Regions from separate parts of the Sus scrofa genome. Here region 2 is linked to region 1. A link is a contact called in public Hi-C data. All regions are on one chromosome and are shown on one strand. The core of a region is the stretch at or near the end of the contact, and the rest is flanking DNA. Distances in the headings are between cores, read along the strand shown. Region 1 overlaps VPS53 (vacuolar protein sorting-associated protein 53 homolog). Region 2 holds the start of RPH3AL (rab effector Noc2).

The links. Hi-C and Micro-C count contacts between places; a contact is called where the count stands out from the background.
Region 2: a Hi-C map of omental adipose tissue shows a contact between it and region 1, with 1.6 times the contacts expected there. The contact joins the promoter of RPH3AL here to the enhancer-like site in region 1. A contact is called at or near these places in 4 of 47 Hi-C or Micro-C datasets (embryonic fibroblasts, epiblast stem cells and omental adipose tissue) and 1 of 2 datasets of contacts at active chromatin or transcription factors (skeletal muscle).

What each region holds. Positions count from the first base shown.
Region 1 is chr12:47,177,678-47,183,969 of Sscrofa11.1, forward strand. All of the region lies in intron 4 of VPS53 (vacuolar protein sorting-associated protein 53 homolog), which reads left to right. Among named protein-coding and RNA genes, the nearest start is that of VPS53, 39 kb to the left of the region's middle. Within about 2 kb of position 4,599, at least 2 of the 83 cell types and tissues checked have an H3K27ac peak or open chromatin away from gene starts, as enhancers often do. A contact at or near this core is called in omental adipose tissue, where this site is marked.
Region 2 is chr12:47,318,255-47,324,766 of Sscrofa11.1, forward strand. RPH3AL (rab effector Noc2) reads left to right here and starts at 4,251. Exons shown (of 10, transcript XM_021067542.1): 1 at 4,251-4,371.

The DNA of each region.
Region 1 (6,292 bases), core at 3,349-5,848:
TCTCTCCTGGTGTTGGCTTCATCGTCTCTCCCTGGAGACCAGCTGCTGTCTGACCTAATCTCACCTCCTGGGGCTGCCACCACCCGGAGAGAGATGAACTGTCTCTCCTGATTCATTCTGGAAAAGTCACAGAAAAGCTCTAGGTAACCCAGCTTGGGCCTCTGGGACAGCAGACCTGTTAGACCTCAGTGAGGGAGAGGAAGGCTCCCCGGAGGAAGGACGAGCACTGAGTAAACAGTTCCCAGGGTGTTCGCTGCAAAGCCCTGTTTTCTTTCCCAACAACAAGTCTTTGGGTTGGGACTCTTGTTCCTCTTCTAGAAATGGTGAGCCTGTGCCTCCTAGAGGTTAGGTGGCTGCTTGACGGAGATCACACAGGAAGTGGCGAGGCTGGCATTCAGACCCCCGTCTGCTTTTCACTAATACAACCCATTGCTTTTCCAAACCAGTAGGCAAATATGAAGTTGGACAACAGAAAATAAGTGGAAAACAGTGTTTTCTTCCCAGTAATCTTGACTGTTAGCACCTTACTTTTCTCAAAGAACATAAAGCCATGTCAGTTCTTCTGAAAGTGAGCAGCCTTTTCCTCCTTCCTGGGTGGCAGCAGATGGGATCTCCATTTTAAATGTCTTAAAGGCGGCCTGTGGACTCACAGGATAAAGGCAATAGAATTCGCAGATAGAGGAAACTGCAAAATTAGCTGTGCCTACGAGCCAAAAGGCATGTTAATTTCTCAAGGCGTTTCCACTGGCTCAGATCCACTCTGTCTACACAGGTGGCAGACAACAGAGAGGGGGACAAAAGAAGAAAGTGGTGGGGTCTATGCCAGGTTCCATGCAGGTTATCTTCCGTGCACACGACCCAGAGTGGCTTTGGTAGCCCGTCCAGGGTCTTCTTCAGAAGGAAAGGAAGGTGAGGAATAACGATGACAGTTGATGCGCAGAAACACAGAGAGCACATCATTGGCTCTGCTGAATCTTCTAGGCCAGCTCAGCGGGTCGCCTTGCCTCCCCCGCCGCCGGCAGAATTTGAGTCGCTAAGGGGAGACTGCAGTCACTGCCTCGCATGCGGGCTGCAGCCACGCTCCAGCCCTCAGTTCACAGATTCCAGGCAGGGCGGATTGGAAGCAGACATTTTTGAGTGATTAGTACTGTTTTTAATCCACATACCGCCCCGGATGGAAAAGTAGCCACATTTTATTTTAAACAGTGTCTAGGGACAGTGCCAGAATCTTTCTTTAAGCACGTTTTCTGATTAGCTAGGTGGTAAAAGTATTTGGGTATTATTTAAAAATAAAATCTTAACCATTCGTAAGTCTTAGGATGTTTCCAGTTACAAAACACTTCTCCTCCCGTGTGATTGGTTATTAGAGATTAGATGTCAGCTATCAGGGTATGTGTTGAGAACGGGCCTACTTGATGGAGTGAATGCCTCAGAAGAACCTTTTCGACTCTGGAAAATGAATTATATTAAATTTCCTCGACTTCGGTACATTGTTATAACAAGCGAAAGTTTCCCAGCCTGGGGAAAAAAAAATCTGGCAGACAGTTTATCTTTCTTGAAGACTGTGAAATGTAAGATTGTGTGAGTCTTACTTGTTCCCTGGAAGGAAAAAAGTGGTACCTTGAGCAGAGACAATTCTGGTAGGATGCCAGGTTGAAAAATAAGAGAGAAATAGGGATAGAAACCCTTTCTCCAAGAATCGTGGAAACTTCTTCAGACCTTAGGTCTACGTACAGAACCTGGCCCTTTTTGCTTTCCTCTTTTCTTCGTTTTTGGCTCCCCCATGGCAGATGGAGTTCCCTGGCTAGGGATCAGATCCGAGCCACATTTGCGACCTATGCCTCAGCTGTAGCAGTGCCAGATCCTTTAACCCGCTGTGCCAGGCAGGGGATCGAACCTGCGTCCTAGAACCGCAGAGATGCCACCAATCCTGTTGTGCCGCAATGGGAACTCTGTTTTTGCCTTTCTTAGCTGTGAATGTCGTATGTCTTAGGCTGTTTGGCTAGAAGCTGGTGCCTCCAGTCCCATCAGTGCATCATTATGACATGACATGACCCACAGAATCACAGAATTTCATGTAAGCTGTGCTGCCCTAAAAGGTCAGTCTTTTTTTTTTTTTTTTTTTTCCCTTTGCTTTTTAGGGCCACACCCACCACATATGGAAGTTCCCAGGCTAGAGGTCAAATTGGAGCTGTAGCCACCAGTCTACATATACCACAGCCACAATGCCAGATCTGAGCTGTGTCTGCAACGTACACCACAGCTCGCAGCAACACTGGATCCTTAACCCACTGAGCGAGGCCAAGGATCGAACCTGCGTCCTCGTGGATACTAGTCAGATTTGTTTCCACTACATCACAACAGGAACTCCAGGTCAGTCTTTTCTGGTGGGCAGTTGCCAGCAGGCAGTTGCATCTGTGGTGCTTTTTTCACACTATGACTCAGTGTGTTTTAGAAGGTTCCAGTTGGGTTTACAATTTACTCGCCCCTGGCAGCATCGTGGGCTTTAGACTCCACCTTAGCCTAATAGATAATAACAGTTACAGCAAATGCGATGCTGCGTTTTAGAACCACTGCTTACAGTTGTGGCTGAAGTGAGGGACGCTGTGGGCGTCTGTCCGCCTCATTCCGAGCAGGGGTCTCAGCACGGCTGCTCCTCTGAGACGTGCCCCACAAGATTTTTAATCCATTGTCGAGTACTGGTTGAGTTCCAACCATGTTCCAGCTTTTGTTAGATGCTGTCGTCGAGGTGACCATATGATTTTGAGAGTGAGAAGGAGCCATTGGTAATTACATGAGACACCAGGCACAAACTGGCCCTGTGTTCTGTCAGCCGGAGTGGATGCTTGCCTGAGCCACAGCGGGTATAAGAACCATCCATGTCCTTGTCCACACTCTCGAGGACACCCACAGCCCTGTGTGGAGCTGACACTCACACAGCAAACAGCCCGAGAACATTATTAGGACCTGCTGCTCTTACTGCTGCTGTTGAAAAAGACTCTGCCCTAAGTAGTCAGTTGTGAAGTTGTGACCTTTAGGAGGCTTCTTGGGCCTCCCTTCCTTCTCCTTCTTCCTGCCAAACAAACAAACGAGCCAGTATTGGTGATGGTCTCTCTCAGCTCCCTCAACTCTCTGTGTGTATCTTTTTTGTGCCTCAATATCCTTATTAGCCTCTTTGCTTTACTAGAGTATAAGCCTCTTGAGAGCAGGAAATCTGTCTTTTGTTTGTTTGTCTTTTTAGGGCCGCACCTGTGGCCCATGGAGGTTCCCAGGCTAGGGGTCCAACTGGGGCTACAGCCTCGGCCTACACCACAGCCACAGCAACTCGGGATCTGAGCTGTGTCTGCGACCTGCACCACAGCTCACGGCAGTGCCGGATCCTTAACTCACTGAGAGAGGCCAGGGATGGAACCCATGTCCTCATGGATGCTAGTTGGGTTCGTTATGCTGAGCCATGATGGGAACTCCAGGAATTATGTTTTTTCTTAATCCCTGTATCCCCAGTGTAATATTTGTTGATTGAATAAAGTGGATATTAAAATTAGTTCTAGTTCCTGAGGAACATGGCCAAAAGAAAAAAAAAAGATTTTTTTAATCATCTCAAAAGGAAAAATTGGAATCTAATGTTTAAAAAAACTGAAATATCTGAAATAATCTAAAAATATACTTTATTAATAGATACGCATTGAAAAGTAGCGTTCTTAAATACAGAGGGGAGGGAATGTGTGGAAGGCTTCTGAGGGTAGGCGAGTTCATCTGGAAAAAAAAAAAATACACGCACACACACAGGGGGCAGTCATTTGCAATACTTTACTACCCTGGCAACAGCTTTATGAAATGCGATGGCATGGCAACTTAAAATCTTTTTTTCTGGGTTAAAAACCCAGTATTTTTTTCAGTATGTGAGGATTGCAAAACTTGAAATATGCTGGCTAAAGAAGAGCTGCAGTTAAAATGCTGGCACAGCCGTGACTCCTGTGGCTAATGTGTTGCCCGACTCTCCCCGAGAGCAGAGATGTGTGTGTGTGCGCCAGGATGGACTGGTTTTAAAACTGAGCACCTACCATGTCGTTCTGGGTGCTGCCCTGTCAGGGGGGTCACAAGGAAAGAGACAGACCCCTGCCCCCTAGGATCTCATCATCCAACCCAAAGACAGGCCCACAGATAAATCATTGCAGACGTTAAGGATACATAAAGGACCACGGGGACCCAGGGGATGAATCGATTCTGCTGTGCGCTGCACGCGTGTTTGTGGGAGATGCTGTCGGGAGGGAGGGGGACGTTGGGGGAACGATGGAGAAGAAACAGCATCTGACCAGGTCCTGGGAGACAACAGAGATTTGTACACGACCAGTATCTGTGTTGAGCTTTTCATTTGGAAGGTGTGCTCCTTGGACATTCGATCATTCATTCCCTTTTCTCATGTAACTTTGTTGGAACCTGGCTTTGGTTTGTAATAATCTTAGGAGATCTTAGGTTGGGCGGCGTGGCAGTCGGCAGTGCTCAGCAAAATCTCGTATCCTGATTTTGAGGAAGCAAATGTTAGAAGGGAATTCCTGGGAGGAGTGAGGGGGTGCATGGGGAGGGGGTGGATTCACTGGGGCGTGGGGGAGTGTCAGGTTGTGGGTGCGCCCAGAGGTGGGGCGCGAGAGGGAAGGGCAGTGTATGGGTGTGTGTCTACCTCCATGTCCTTACATGCATTCACCCAGGCTGCTGCTGAGCCCTGGAAATAGACCTAAAACATTTGTGTATCTTTTTATGCCTATTGTGTCATTAAATCTTCCTGACAACACCCGACGTAGGTGCCATCAGGAAAACTGATCCCCAGAGAGGTCGTATGGCTGATTTGTGACAGCAGGGACGTCCTCTGGCTGGAAAATGGAGGACTCCCCCCCCCCCGCCCCGGGCTGTTGCTGTTCCCAGAGGGCCAGTGGGAGGGAGGAAGGCAGGGGGTGGCGAGGCCTCCTCTGGGGAGGGAATGGGGTCGCGCGGGGCTGCGAGTGAGACCCAAGCGCGTTCCATCGCCCCTTTTGATTGTTGACCACTCTTCAGGTACATTTCCCCAAGTTATGAGTTTGGGGCTCTGATAGAAGTGCCAGCTGTTGTTCTGAGACCAGAGTTTTGATGATTAAAATACCTGTGTTGTCTGGGCGGCAGAAATGACCCGCAGGAAAGGTCGTCTGCTCCCAAGCCTTGGTAGGTAGAAGTGAAGCCATCCAGCACAGCACGCACACGCTCCCTGCCTGTCGCAGGAGGCGGTGCGAGCAGCTCTTGAACAGTGTCCCTTCAGACTTGCCGACAAACAGGCAGAGGAGCTTCTCCGAAGGAGTTTGTCTCCGAAGCCATAACGTAGTCACACGTGGGAGCTTGTCATCCTTGTCATCACGTGTGAAACTCCTTTAAATGTCAGAGATGGAAGACGATCAGAAGAAAGCTCGGTTTGGGATTGAGCCACACCCAGAATGAGGGAGCTCCAGAGTAGGATAAGGGAGTCCCAGTGTCACAGGTGGGCAGCCCAGGAAACCTGGGAAGGACAGGGAGCTACAGTCCCTGCTTCCAACAAGGAGGGAATTCATTTCCTTGTAGAGGAAACCGACCTAAGTTTGCTGTGCTTTTCTTTTTTTTTTTTTCTTTTTTGGCTGTGCCCACAGCATGTGGAAGTTCCCAGGCCAGGGATTGAACCGGAGCCACAGCAGTGACCCAAGCCACTGCAGTGACAATGCTGGGTTCTTAACCCACTCTGCCACAAGGGAGCTCCATGCTTTTAAGAATATTTTTCAGCATAAAAGAAAAGAGGTTAGTTTGTGGTCTAGAGGCAGCTCTTCCACTGGGTACCACTGAGGCAGAGGTTCAGATAGCTCTGTCAGGGCCCTTGTCTCTACATCTCAGCTTCGCTGTCCTCTCTCTTCTGTTAGGGTGTCCTTCTCAGCGAGGCTTTGTGGGCAGAGACGGCCACTCACAGCCCTAGGGTGACACTGGCCTTATCATTACTTTTATAAAAGGCTCAGGAGCCCCGGTTAGGACAGGCCACTCTTTTTTTTTTTTTTTTTTTTTTTTTTTGTCTTTTTTGTCTTTTTTAGGGCCGCACCCACAGCATGTGGAGGCTCCCAGGCTAGCAGTCCGGTCGGAGTTGTAGCTGCCAGTCCACACCACAGCCGCAGCAATGCCATATCCGGGCCATGTCTGCTGTCTACACCACAGCTCACAGCAACATTGGATCCTTAACCCACTGAGCGAGGCCAGGGATCGAACCCGCAACCTCATGGTTCCTAGTCGGATTCATTTCCGCTGC
Region 2 (6,512 bases), core at 3,001-5,500, 140 kb after region 1:
TTTAAGAGGTAAATAACTCTGTTGATTAGGTGTTGACCCCCTTTGCATGAAATGCCTTTTGTTAAAATTAAATTCTAGGAGTTCCCGTTGTGGCGCAGTGGTTAACGAATCCGACTAGGAACCATGAGGTTGCGGGTTCGGTCCCTGCCCTTGCTCAGTGGGTTAACGATCCGGCGTGGCCGTGAGCTGTGGTGTAGGTTGCAGACGCGGCTCGGATCCCGCGTTGCTGTGGCTGTGGCATAGGCCGGTGGCTACAGCTCCGATTCAACCCCTGGCCTGGGAACCTCCATATGCCGCGGGAGCAGCCCAAGAAATAGCAACAACAACAACAACAAACGACAAAAGACAAAAAAAAAAAAATTAAATTCTAATAATTTTATTTTGGAATATAATCATTACCAAGTGGTTTGTTTATATCACTCTTTCCCAAAGTGCTTTCTATGGAATAAAATAAGGTTCCGTGATCAAATACGTTTGGGGAAATGAAAGGTGAATGGGCTAAACGTGTTTATCGCAGGCTCCTTGAAATCCTTGTGTCAGTCAGCTCTTAGTGTGTAACAGCCATCACAAAATCACAGTGACATATAGCACTAAGCATTTTTCTTCCTTTCTTTTTTTTCATCTTTTGTCTTTTTAGGGCCACATGCATGGCATATGGAGGGTACCAGGCTAGGGGTCCAACTGGACCTGTAGCTGTCAGCCTATGCCACAGCCACAGTAATGCCAGACCCCAGCTGCATCTGTGACCCACACCCACAACTCATGGCAGTGCTGGATCCTTAACCCACCGAGTGAGGCCAGGGATGGAACCTGTGTCTTCGTGGATACTAGTTGGGTTTGTTAACCACAGAGCCACGATGGGAACTCCAGCATTTTTTTTCCTAACTTTCATGTCTGATAGGGCATTTCTCCCCAAGGCTAGGTGTGGATTTCACGATTGTTCCCCTTGTCTCTGAAGCAGACTGGAAAGGTCACATTCTTAAAAGCTCCCAGAGGAGCAGGTAGAAACATACAATACCTCTTAAGGTCTACACGAGGAGCTGGCACCCTGTTACACCCACCCTCTTTCTGTTGGCCAAAGGAAGATGCATGGCCAGGGCTCAGGTCAATGGATCGGAGAACCATGCTCTGAACATGGAGGCTACAGAAGCAGTGAGTTGTTGCTGCAGCGTCATCTACCCTCGCCTTTCATGTGGTACCAGGCATTGAGCATCTTCAAAAGGGAAGATGTAGTACATGGCATTTTCAAATCTCACACCAAAGAACCCCTATGAATTTCATAGGACTTAACTAGTGTTTTTTCTAATGCACTTTAAGAAATGCTAGTTTCGCTCACAGATATAGAAAACAGACTTGTGGTTGCCCCGGTTGCCAAAGGGGAGACCAGTGAGGGAGGGATGCACTGAGAGTTTGGGATGAGCCGATGCAAGCTCTTATGTACAGGATGGATAAACACACCAGGTCCTACTGCATGGCCCAGAGAACTATATTCAATATCTTCTAATCAACCATAATGGAAAAGAATATGAAAAAGGAGATATAGATATATATCTGAATCACTTTGCTGTTCAGCAGTAATTAACAAATGTAAATCAACTACAATAAAACAAAACCTTTAAACATTAAATTTTTAAATAAATTTTAAAAAAAGGAAAGGAATGCCAGTTTAAATGTATAACAGTTGGAGTCCAATCAGGAAAACCAAAACCACACAAGATGTTTCCAGCAGAGAAGGTTTCATACAGAGTTGATGACACACATGTTGAAAGGCTAAAAGAAAAAGGAAGGGGCCTGAAGTAGCTGCAGGAAGAGGGTCCCACCCCTAGCGCCCCCTATGGCAATTTCTGCCTTAAGACGCAAGTTTAACCCAAAGTCAGAGGAAAGGGAATAATATTCTTACGAAATAGAAACAAATTATGGTGAAATAGCAGTGATTGCCAAGGTGTGGGTGACTTGGCAGTGATGTGAGGAGATTTCCTTTGGAGAAGGAAATGTTTCATACCGGGATGAGGGTGGGTTGCTTGGGTAGTTTGTCAAAATTGGACAATTTAGATCTGTAAATTGCATTCTAATGTAATTTCTCCTCAAAGAAAAGAGAACCGTCAATAATGAGGAGGGGGGATTGGGTGGGGATAGAAATGAAACAAGAATGGTGGAAGATGAAAATTCTAGAAACTGGGTGACGGTACATGGGGTTTCATTACGCTATGTGTACTTTGTATATATTTGAAATTTTCCATATTAAAAAATTGGGGAAAGTATATCTTTAATAACGTTTCTAGGATACAAGTGATAAGGGCCTATTTTTAAAAATCAGAAAAAATAGAGCTTTGTTAATCAACTATAATTTAAAAAGTAAAAAAAAATGAAAATCAGAAAAAAAAAATCACCTCTATGTTCCCAAGAGATAACCATGCCTGATTTATTTATTTATTTATTTATTTTTTATTTATTTTTTGTCTTTTTGCCATTTCTTGGGCCACTCCCGCGGCATATGGAGGTTCCCAGGTTAGGGGTCAAATCGGAGCTGTAGCCACAGGCCTACGCCACAGCCACAGCGATGCGGGATCTGAGCCTCGTCTGCGACACACACCACAGCTCACGGCACGCTGGATCCTTAACCCACTGAGCAAGGGCAGGGATCGAACCCGCAACCTCATGGTTCCTAGTCGGATTCGTTAACCACTGCGCCACGACGGGAACTCCCCATGCCTGATTTTTGGAGAACTGCAGCTACTTTTTCTTTCTTTCTTTCTTTCTTTTTTTTAAGATTTTTGATTTTTTTCTATTACAGTTGATTTACAGTGTTCTGTCGATTTCCGCTGTACAGCAAAAGCGACCCAGTCATACATAGATATACATTCTTTTGCTCACATTATCCTCTATCATGTTCCGTCCCAGTGACTAGATAGAGTTCCCTGTGCTGGACAGCAGAGAACTGCAGCTCTTGGTGGTAGTAGGAATGGACCTGGACCTGTCTAAGAGATGACATTGCTTTTCACTGGTGGCACCGTGAATACCACTGTCAACCTCATGGTAGGGCGGGCTTTGAATCAAGTCATCGGTGCATCAGGGGGCTTTTTTTTTTTTTTTTTTTTTTTTTTTTTTTTTTGGTGGGAGGTTTCTGTTCTTTGCATTTGCTGGCTTCTTTTTTCAGAATGAGAGTGCCGGGGTCCTGGGTGTGTCAAGCCAATTGCTGGTAATTACAAATTACTGCTTTTCTCTGAAAGCCCTGGGGCTTAGGATGGGTAATTAAGCTGGCAAGCGCCACCAACCGAATGCTCCAAATGCCAGCCCCACTGTTTCCAGAGTTCTTGCAAAGCAGGAAGGGTCCAAAAATTCCTTTAATCGAGTTATTTCCTTTATTTTGTTCATGTATTCATTTGTAGCCACTCAGTTTCAAAAAGGGAAGACTGCAGTATGACACACCTTCTCTGGGATACAGGCACTAAAACCAGGGTAAAAGCAAAGAAACCTTTCCGGCGATTTTTTTTTTTTTTTTTTTTTGTCTTTTTAGGGCTGTACCTGCAGCATGTGGAGGTTCTCAGGCTAGGGGTCTAATCAGAGCTATAGCTGCCGGCCTACACCACAGCCACAGCAACGCAGGATCCAAGCCTTGTCTGCGACCTACACCACAGCTCACAGCAATGCCAGATCCTTAACCCACTGAGCGGGGCCAGGGATCAAATCCACAGCCCCATGGTTCCTAGTCGGATTCATTTCCCCTGTGCCACAACAGGAACTCCCGTTTCTGGTGATTTAAGTGTAGAGAAGCCAGAGGGTTAAATGGTCATTATGTGGAGACCTGTGTAGGGTTTGAGCTTTTACTCTTTGCCAGCTAACACCTTAGCCTCCACGCTTCCATGGATGTTGGCTGAAGCCATGAGACTCTTGGGTGGGAGAAAAGATGGGTTCAGAGCCACAGCAATAGCTAGAGACCCAGCGTTTGGTCATGGGTTTCCAGAGCCTCAGTTCCCATGGGGTGAAGCAGAGGGGCCGGGGGCACTAGGACATGAAGGGTCTGTTACAGGAGAGGGATGGTGAGCTTCGGGATCAAAAACCACAAGATCTTCCAAGGCTATTGGTCACACCAACGTCCTTCGAAAGAACCAAGGCATCCAGGGACTCAGCTCACAAATGCACAGGCTCCTGAGGGATCTGGGAAATTGCCTCCCAATCACTGGGGCTTCTCAAACATCAACGTGCATGGGAATCACCTGGGGAGCTTGTTAAACTACAGGCTCTGATTCAGGAAGTCTGGGCTGGGGTCAAGATGTTTCTTACAAGCTCCTGGTTCTGTGGGCGCTGCTGGTCCCAGGCTGGCATGTGGAGCCTCGAGCCTTGGCACCATCCTCGATGCAAGCCGTGGTGGTAAGTAGCTACAGGTGGGAGCATGGGCGTGTGACAAACTCAGACCCTTCCCAGCGATGGTTAGAAGAGGGTGTGTTCCAAAGACAGGATTTGACCATGAGCAAGTACTCAGCGAATGAAGCCTGGCTCCTGCCTGCTGTGCGAGCTTGTCGGAGACACGCAGCATAGCAATAAAGAAGAGCTGGCCCTTGGGTACCAGCCGGTCTTGGGTGTGACATCCCAGATTCTCCCCTAAGTCCCCGCGTGACCCTGAGCAGGTCCCTTTCCCATCTGGGTCCATTTTCTCATGAGCGAATAGGATCCTGACATCTCACATCTCAGAGGTGGCCGTGAGGGTGGGATGGAATTGCACAGGTGGGGTCTGTAATTCCTGTCTCCGTGCTGGACCAGGAGGAGCCCATCTGTGGGGACAGTTGGGACCAGGGAAGTGTGGACTGAGCAGTTGCTTGATAAACATTTTCTAAAACCACCATCACCACCTTGGAGTCAAGGTCGGGGAGCAAGCGACCTCTTCTAAGCCTAAACTGTCACATGGGGAGAGTAATTCCCACCCCTCGGGGAACAGCTTGACTGAGGGGCCCGAGGGCTGGAAGAACCCATACGCCAGAAAATGACCTCAGACGGTATCATGACAAGGGGGCGGGGCAGGACCCAAAACACGGACCATGAAAACGTAAAGAGCTAAGGACAGCTCCACGTGTGAGCATAACAAGTAGAAACCATTTAGTCTTAACTGGCACTTAACTCACCCCGCAGCCCCCTCAACCCTGCCAGACACAGCAGCGTTTCTGGAGATGAAGAAGCCTCCTCTGAGCGCTGGTGGTAGGAGTGTGTGAGGCCACCTGTCTTAGTAACAAAATTACCCTCGGAGTGAGTGGCTTCAAACAACTTGATTATCCGGAGTTTCTGTGGGTCAGGGATCTGGGTGCGGCTTGTTCTAGCCACGTGACCAGGCTTCAAGGTAGAGACCCACCCTGGGTGCCTCCAAAACCAGGTGAAAATCACCGACCCAATTATGATCACTACACGGTGCTGAGCGGCTGATTCTGCTCCAAACAACTCACGGACCACGGCTGGGCAGCCTTGTTCATCTTTAGTTGAAAGATTCCATAGTGTTGGCCAAGGGTCAGCAGTTCTGAAGATAAGTGTACAGTCAATCCAGACCGTTGAGATGAACTCCTGCCGTGCAATCCACCCCCGTGACCCTTGGCCGACGTCTTTTAGAAATGAATCATTCTTTACTGGGAGGGTAATGGACAAGCCTACTTGGCATCTCTTTAGGGAGTCACTCTGTGTTCTATGTAGGTTTTATAGATTCCATGACAATCTGTTGGGTGTATGTGTCTGGTGGGGTTGCCTCTGCCTACCCGTGCCACATCCCCACCATACCCTAGATCTGTGCAGCAGTCGAAGTCTCCGTGCTTCCTTGGCCCCCGTGCTTAGTCCAATGATGGGCATAACCCATGCCAGGCCAGAGACATTCTCTAGGGTTGATATGGACACTAGATAGGGACACATCTGTTTTCTTTGATGAACTATGAGGATGTGGGTGGCCATCTTTGCAATCCTATTATGAGAACCTGCCTGAATATGAAGCCAAGCAGGGGAGGCAAAGGCAAGATATGGAGCAAGAGAGAAATTTTGATGACATTCTACGATCTTCTGGATCCAGCCATGCCTGAAGCCACAGCCAACCCTGGACTATTGGCCTTATAAGTCAATCACCCCCTTTTGTTCAGAGGCCAGTTTTCACTGGGTTTTCTATTCCTTACCATTGGAAGGGTCCTCACTGCAACAGCCTGGCTATAAGAAAGATACATAAAACATCTAACCCCACATAGTTTGAGATGAAGCCACTTCTGTGCTTGTGGGAAAGTTAATACCCACCTGCTTCTTCTATTCATATCTTGAACACAGACCCCCATTGGGTTCTAGGCTACAAGCAGGCACATTCTTATTTAGCCCAAAGCCCTCTCCCTAGAACCCTGGGCTTTGAGACCCTCAATTCACTCCTCACCCCTTCCCTCTTGCTCCAGACCCCTGTAATTTTGTTGGGGTTTTTTTGAATTCAATCAGCCACCCACTGACGCCATGTTTCTTTGTGAAGCGCACCCTTTGAGAAGGGGAGCGCTACACCATCA